Linked DNA regions of Pan troglodytes: region 1 is linked to region 2. A link is a contact called in public Hi-C data. All regions are on one chromosome and are shown on one strand. The core of a region is the stretch at or near the end of the contact, and the rest is flanking DNA. Distances in the headings are between cores, read along the strand shown. Region 1 holds the start of KLF3 (KLF transcription factor 3). Region 2 has its middle 350 kb from the start of KLF3.

Region 1 (3,690 bases), core at 476-2,975, 340 kb before region 2:
CCACTTGATTTTGCTGGCATATTTCAGGTACTTGTCAGAATACCACTTCATACTTTTTCCCATATACCAGACTCTTGTGAGAATATAATCAATATATTTAAAATGTCTTGGGTGATATTAATGGAAACATAAATTCTGAGTAAGAAATTCAGTGGTTAAGTGTAAAATGTTTATTTTAGTGAAATACAAGAAGGTGAGCAATTTCCAATTTCCGTTTAACTTGACTTATTAAAAATAAGTCTCATTCACATTCTTCTAGTATTATTGTATACTGCTATAAAATTTAAACCAGAAAAGTGCTTCTCCTTGTCAGTGGCTATCTGCCCAAAAAAATGAATATGACAATTCCAGATCTTATCTGCCATCTCTAAGAAAGCCACTTGGAAATGTTAGGTAGGTCCCATGGGTCCTGATCCAGGGATCTGTCCCTGGGTCCCCATCAGGCTCGGCTGCAGGCAGTTGCCTAAGGCGTCCTCCGCCTTCAGCCACGCTGCAATCCTTGCTCCAGGCACTGCGGCAGGTTCTCTCCATGCCCCCAGGAAGACTCTCCAAACCCGGCCAGCTCATTTCTCCTGCCCCGGAGGATCCAGACGCCCTGGCAGCTCCTGGGCTCCAGAACCGAGAATGGGATGCTGCCTCCAATCCCAATTGCCCTAAGTTTCTTTCCAGAGGGCCGGGAGACTGCTCCAAGTTTGCTGTGGCGGGCGAGCGGCCGCGCGCCGTGTCCTGGGAGGGGGGCGGCGGGGGGCGCGGGCGGAGGGCGGGGAGGGGAAGGACGCGGGAGCCTGGGTTGTGGTGGTGGTGGGGGGGCACCGGGAGGGGGAGGAGCAGGAGCGCGCGGCCGCGGCGCTACCTTTCTCCAAACAACGTTGCCACACGCGGAGAGCACGGAGATTTCTGGGGCTTTGGAGGGAATCGTGAGCGGGCGGGAGGAGGCCGGGGACCACACAGGTGAGCCCCCGCCCGCGCCCTGCCCGGGACGGCGGCGGGCGCTGCCAGCCCCGCTCCCCCGCACCCGGGGTCCGCAGGGTGCCTCGCCTCAACCCCTCACTTTTCACCGCGAACCCGTGACCCCCTCCTCCTTGCTTGCTCTCCGCCCCCACCCCGGCTAAGTGAAGCCGCCGCACTTTCCCAAGCCCGCAGGCGCCCCCCCCCAACACCAGCGCTGCACCCCCGACCCATTCCCCGCGGCCCCCTCCAGAAGAAAAAATGAAACCAGACTGGCCGAGGAGGGGGGCGGCAGGGACCAGGGTGCGGAGCAAAGGTGAGGGAGACGGGACTTACTTTGCGAGGCGCGGTGCAGGGCGCCGCCGACGAGAAATAAAGGCCCCGATACGGGCTGCCTGGAGTCCCCCGAGCGCAGCAATGTCAGGGCTCCAGTCCGGGCGGCGTTGGCGGCCGCAGGGGACGGGGACGGGCGCGCGTGCGGCGGGCGCTCTCGCTGCGCTCCGGCTCGGGCCCCGGCTCCGCGCGGCTCCGCTCCTGGCTCCCCTCTGGCTCCTGGCACCAACTCCGGGCAGTCACATGACGCCGGCGCCGCTCGCTCTGCGAGCCTCCCGGGGCTGGCGGGGTAAGTAGAGGCTGGGACCCGGGGTGGGAGGGTCAGGGAGGGGAGAGGGAGCCGCCGCGGCCGCCCGGGCTGGGCGGGTCCCCACCCACTTGGGTGGAGGCAGCCGCCGGAGGGGTCGGCCGAGTCACTCGCGCAAACACGCACCCCGCCCTGCGCCCTTCCCCCGCCACCCCCGCCTCCCGCGCCGCCTCCGCCCCGCCCCGCCCAGTCACCCGGGGACGGCCTGACAGACACTCATTATTCCCCGGAGTCGGGCGCCGCCCCGCCGGCCCAACCTGTCCCACGAGGCGCGGCGCGGCCGTGGGGCTGGGCGTGCGCGGCGCGGCCTCCGCCCCCCGCCCGGCCCCGCGCCCCCGCCCGCGTCCCCTCCCCGCGCCCTCCTCCCCGGAGTCCGCGCCCCGCCAGCCCTCCCGCCCAGCCCCGCCGCCGCGCCGCCGCCCGAGCCCGGGGGGAAGGAAGGGCGGCGCTGCCCGCTCCGGGCGTCACACGGCTGCGGCCCGCTGCGCTGCTTCCAAAACACACAGCCGGGCTCGCGGGCGAGCCGAGGCGGGGGGCGCGGGCGGCCAGGGCCATCGATCAGCCGGCTCCAGCGGGAAGGGCGGCCCCGGGCGCGGCGGGAAGGGCTGGGCCCCGCGGCCGGCGCGGCCCCTCCTCGGCTGAGCGCACTCAGCTCACTGCAAGAGAAAAGCCGAGCCGAGGCGGCCGCGGTGCAGGAGCGAGTGGGCCGGGCGGGTTCGGGAGGGGAAGAGCGGCCGCTGGGGCGCGCCGAGCCTCCCTGGCCCCGAGTCGCCGGGGTCAGGGGACACCCTGTAGGCGCGCTCTTTCTTTGTGCCCTGGGGCGACGGGTCCCCCTGGCCGGCGGCCCAGGCGGCGCCCCCCGCCTCGTGGGACTTTTCTTTGAAGGCCCGGAGACCCTTGGGGCAAACCTCCCACGGGCCAGGCCTGCCGCTGGAGCTAAAAAGCGGCATTTGCGCAGTCGGGCTTGCCTGGAAACTTGGCAAACTTTGGTCGGATCCTCCCCTGCAGAACGAGGGCCTGGCCTGGCGACCCCCTCGTTTCAAGTCGCTTCTAGGGACCGAGCGCCCTAAGCTCAGTGGCCTTCAGGGTGCTGCGAGCGAGCGGGGCGGCACAAAAGCGCGTTCGGTCCAAGCCAGGCCCCTTCGAGGACTTTGTAGATTGGTACCTAAGTTTAATGCCTTTTGAGTTTCTTTTTAAACAGTATTAATGTAATAATTAATGTAATAAAAAGAACAAAGGACGAATTCCTTCGATTGTTTTAAGTTCTGTGTAATGTTTAAAACCGCCCCTGCTTCAGTGTATGGCTTATTATTGCTTCAAGATGTTTTAAAGGCCCTTTAAGTTGACCCATCTCGCTTTGATGCTTCATCCAGACATCGTGCTGCTTAAAACGGAGTGATAATAGTATATTTCGAGCCGCTTCATGTAGCTACACAGTATCGTAAAATTAGTACTCGGTAACCTCAAGTAGTGAAATCGCATATTGTAAATAACGCAAGTCCGGGAAAGGCCACGTGGAGGATACCCAGAACCGACGCCGGCTCATGGGACGTCGTGCTATCCCATAAGCTTCATCTTTAAAATGTAAAGGGTGTGAGTTTTTTTTTTCTTCATAATGAATAAAAGACATTCCAGAAAAAAAAGGAGTTGGATTCGTGTCAATTACTAATTGCCATTTATTGATCACTGACATCATTAAATGTCTGATTGGCTGCCTTAAGGTTTGCATTAGCGGAACACCGTGCTAGGAATGGCTGGTGAAACTGGCTCATAGTAGGTGCTCAAAAAAGTACGTTTTTTTCTCCAGGGACACAGGGACGAGAACTTGAAGCACATAAACCATGTTTTTTACCTTGTTCATGTGGGTGTGGACGCAAAGGGGAAGAGCGAAATAGGCCTGTCGGAGAAAAGTGTGACCCAAGATAAGAAGGGAGTGGTTTTGATATGGAAGGGGCAGGCGGCAAAGGAGAAGAAAAGCCATTTTAAAAAGTTAATTAGTGAACACTGTGTTCGGTGCCCTGTGGGAAGCTGCTCAAATGCAACTTGTCGGAAATGAATCTATCTAGTGCTGGGTAGCTCAGTGAAGGACACCATCATTCTTC
Region 2 (3,767 bases), core at 116-2,615:
GGGACTGTACAAAATCCTGTCTTCTCTGGCAGGTTTCAGGTGGAGGCCCTGGGATGCTTGGACCCAGGACGGCCCATAGTGTGGGCCTCTGCGTCCTCTCCCCCTCACATAGGGGCGGAGGCCAGGAGGCCTGGATCCTTCCCCAGCAACCGTGTGGAGGTTTTTACTTCCTCTGATCCAGTGGACACGTGTAATCTTTTTCTACAACTCCCTGAGGCTGGTTTTTCCCACCCTACAAATCAGTAAGCATAAATTTTTGCAGAGAAGCCTGGAGCCATGGGTCCTAAGCATTCAGGCAGCAAAAAAATTAAATTTTCAACCGGAGCCGGGTAAGGACACATGGTCTCAGACGTTTCCTGCCCAATTGGAGCCGCTTTCCTCCTCTTGCACACATGCTCCCCCTACTGCCTGACGCTGGAAGTGCAGGCCTGGCTCCGGGGCAAGCATGAATGCCCCAGCTTGGTCCTGGGATGGCCAGGGTGAAAGACAGCAGAGCAGAGAGGTTGCCAAAAAAAAAAAAAAAAAAAAAGCAATAGTACATCTTTCATAATTCTCCCACTGCTCTGGGGAAGGCACTAAGCTAAGTCTTTTCTTTACATTTGAAGAATAAACTCTGTAATAAAGATTGAATAAAAGTCTTCCCTGAATAAAGTTTTGCCAAATAAGTTAAAGTTAGGTCTCCCTTAAGGTTTCAATAAATGAAAAGAACTTCAGTTTTAGATTCAGACCTCGTGAAATCCCCAAGCCCCTTTGGATTTCAGACCCTTGGAACGCAGATCCATGTTTTGCGCCTTTATGTGATGAGTGAACTTGGACATCTTATTTAATCTTTTTGAGCCTCAGTTTCTTTAACTGTAATTTGGGCATAATCATATTGTTGGTCTCATAGTGTTGCTGTAGAACGTAAATGAAAGAATGTGAATGCATGAGAAAAGAGTTTTAAAACATAAAAATAAATGTGAGCTGTTTCCCTTCCAATCCAACGCACACACACCCCTTTTCCATCCATCTAAGTGGAAATGGCCGTCGAGGCAACCTAAACCCCTAAAAAAGGAAGTAGGGCAAGGAAAGCCCGGTCACAAACAGGAAGTAACAGAAATGCCACTGAGAAACATTCAGGCAGAAGAAAGAAAGAAAAACAGTCCTAGGCTGTGTTTTTGAAGATCAAGTTAGATTTAGTTAATGATTTGGGGTGTTGCCAGCCCGACTTGACCCCCTAAATAGGGGGTTTTTCAGAGATGGTTAGGAAATTCTTGACCTCGATTTGACCTCACGAATGGGAATTCTCACTCTGCAGTTGGTAGGTTCCTGCCTTTTTAAATGTAGGTCTCTCCTCCTTTTCCCCTGCGGCCATAGGAGGGGCCGAGCGCTCAGCCGGCTGGGAGGAGCTGGGGCTCCGCCTGCCCTCCCTCGCCATGGGGAGCCGCCCTGCAGCGCCTCTCGGGTTACTGCCTCCCTTCCTGGCTTCACAAACTCGCCACATGGTAGGTTGGCTACTTAAGGGAATGTAAGAAAAAGCACTCAAGTGACGGCATACAAAGAAGTTTTACAGCTCTGGAGATTATGTCAAATTTTCCTTCCTAATTTCTCCTTAGAGGAGACAAAATCCTAGATTTTTTTGTTTTTTTTTTGAAGGAAAGGGGAAAAAAAACGCAAAACGAAAGGGAAACATATTAACATATCAGGACACATTGTGCTGTTTATTCTCTTGTTTTTCTTTTCTCATTTTTGAAAGCTCTTTCAAGAATCTTACCGCCTTTCTTGTCTTTTCCTTAATTTTGTGTGTTTTTAAGGTGGGGAAGGGAGAGGATTAGAAGCCTGTGAATTTCGTCAGGACAAGGCCTTCCTAAGCTTTTCATTTGTTTGCAGAACCAGAGTTCCTTCTCTGGTCCAGATGAAGAGACTAGTTCCTACCTCCTTCGCCTATACCTCTTATTAAAGGACCCCTCCAACCCTTGTCAAAATGCTTGGTGAAAGTGAGAGTTGGCAAATCAAGAGATCCACATCCATCCTTTGAGTGACCCTAGTCTGCAGACAGTGTCAGAGAGACAAATACAAATATTCTTAAGATGGTATCATGTCCCATCTTAGGCTTGGTTGTTTTTCAATGGCCTCCAACTGTACACTTGTTACAGGAAAGGGGTCCCCATCTAGACCCCAAGAGAGGGTTCTTGGATCTCACACAAGAAAGAATTCAGAGTGAGACCGTAGACTAAAATGAAAGCAAGTTTATTAAGAAAGTAAAGGAATACACTTTGGGAGGCCGAGGTGGGCGGATCATCTGAGGTCAAGAGTTCGAGACCAGCCTGGCCAACATGGTGAAACCCATCTCTACTAAAAAAAAAAAAAAAAAAAAATACAAAATATTCGGGCGTGGTGGTGCACGCCTGTAATCCCAGCTACTAGGTGGCTGAGGCAGGAGAATCGCTTGAACCCAGGAGGTGGAGGTTGCAGTGAGCTGAGATCATGCCACTGCACTCCAGCCTGGGTGACAGAGCCAGACTCTGTCTCAAAAAAAAAAAAAAAAAAGACAAGACATGAAAGGAATAAAAGAATAGCTACTCCATAGACAGAGCAGCCCCAAGGGCTGCTAGTTGCCCATTTTTATGGTTATTTCTTGATGATATGCTAAACAAGGGATGGATTATTTATGCCTCCCCTTTCTAGAGCACATAGGGTAACTTCCTGATGTTGCCATGGCATTTGTAAACTGTCATGGTGCTGGTGGGACTGTAGCAGTGAGGATCCTACACTCATTGCCATCTTGATTTTGGTGGGGTTTAGCTGGCTTCTTTATTTACTGCAACCTGTTTTATCAGCAAGGTCTTTATGACCTGTGCCTTGTGCTGACACCCTATCTTATCCTTTGACTTAGAATGCCTTAACTGCCTGGGAACACAGCCCAGTAGGTCTCAGCCTCATTTTACCCAGCCCCTATTCAAGATGGAGTTGCTCTGGTTCAAACGTTTCTGACACAATGGCTTCCAGTTGTACACGCACAACTGAAAACTCCACCATGAGGATGATGATAATGGTGATTTCAAAGTGTTTTCACAGTTGAGCCGGATAACAGCCTATGAGCACACAGAACAGGTGAATTAAGCTTGTGTCACAGATGAGGAATTGAGGAGCAGAAAGGTACAGGGTTGAGTCCAAGGCCACTCAGCTGGTTCCCTAGGAAGCCCAGACTAAGAGATCAAGGTCCTGTGAATGACGCTACATCATTGAATGCCCATTATAGCACTATTACCAACAGGTTCTACAGGCCCTCGTTCATGCTAAACAAATAGACTATCACCATTATTAAAATAGGGTAATATGGCATTTAAAGCAAGCTACCTTTGGACAAATTGCCTAGGATGTGTTTCCAATGCAAAAATGGGACTCTGGGCCCCTTTTCATGAATAGTACCGTTTTTAAGTTGAAATTTTATTTGAGTGGGTCATTCACTTACATGACTCAAAAGTCAAAATTCTAAAATACAGAATACCTGAGAAGTATACTCGCTGCCACTTCTTTCCGTTAATCCAATCTTTCCTCTTCCTTTTCTCCCTTGTTGGTAAATCATTTTTATTACTTTTTTTTAACCCTACCTATGTTTCTTTATGAAAATACAAAGTACAAAATGTGTATTCTTATTCTTATTTCTTTGTAGTCTTACAATAAACAGAGTGTATCTAGCGCGTTTTGAATTGGTTTTCTGGAAGTGGTGGTGGGCTTTGCTACACCATCCCCCCTTACCTGGGAACCGCAGGGATTGTAGAATT

What was found. Hi-C and Micro-C count contacts between places; a contact is called where the count stands out from the background.
Region 1: a contact with region 2 is called in a Hi-C map of stem cell-derived neural progenitor cells, with 5 times the contacts expected there. The contact joins the promoter of KLF3 here to the enhancer-like site in region 2. A contact is called at or near these places in 4 of 7 Hi-C or Micro-C datasets (blood, induced pluripotent stem cells, a lymphoblastoid cell line and 1 more), 1 of 1 datasets of contacts at active chromatin or transcription factors (stem cell-derived excitatory neurons) and 1 of 1 other capture datasets (stem cell-derived neural stem cells).

The regions. Positions count from the first base shown.
Region 1 is chr3:38,985,685-38,989,374 of NHGRI_mPanTro3-v2.0_pri, reverse strand. It overlaps KLF3 (KLF transcription factor 3), which reads right to left and starts at 1,725. Exons shown (of 6, transcript XM_016951446.3): 1 at 1,285-1,725. It overlaps LOC134809783, which reads left to right. Exons shown (of 8, transcript XM_063808704.1): 1 at 1-951. The coding sequence starts at 530. It overlaps LOC134809784 (putative uncharacterized protein FLJ13197), which reads left to right and starts at 951. Exons shown (of 3, transcript XM_063808708.1): 1 at 951-1,570. The coding sequence starts at 1,210.
Region 2 is chr3:38,640,354-38,644,120 of NHGRI_mPanTro3-v2.0_pri, reverse strand. No RefSeq gene overlaps it. Among named protein-coding and RNA genes, the nearest start is that of KLF3, 350 kb to the left of the region's middle. Within about 2 kb of position 1,365, at least 14 of the 24 cell types and tissues checked have an H3K27ac peak or open chromatin away from gene starts, as enhancers often do. A contact at or near this core is called in a lymphoblastoid cell line, stem cell-derived excitatory neurons, stem cell-derived neural progenitor cells and 1 more, where this site is marked.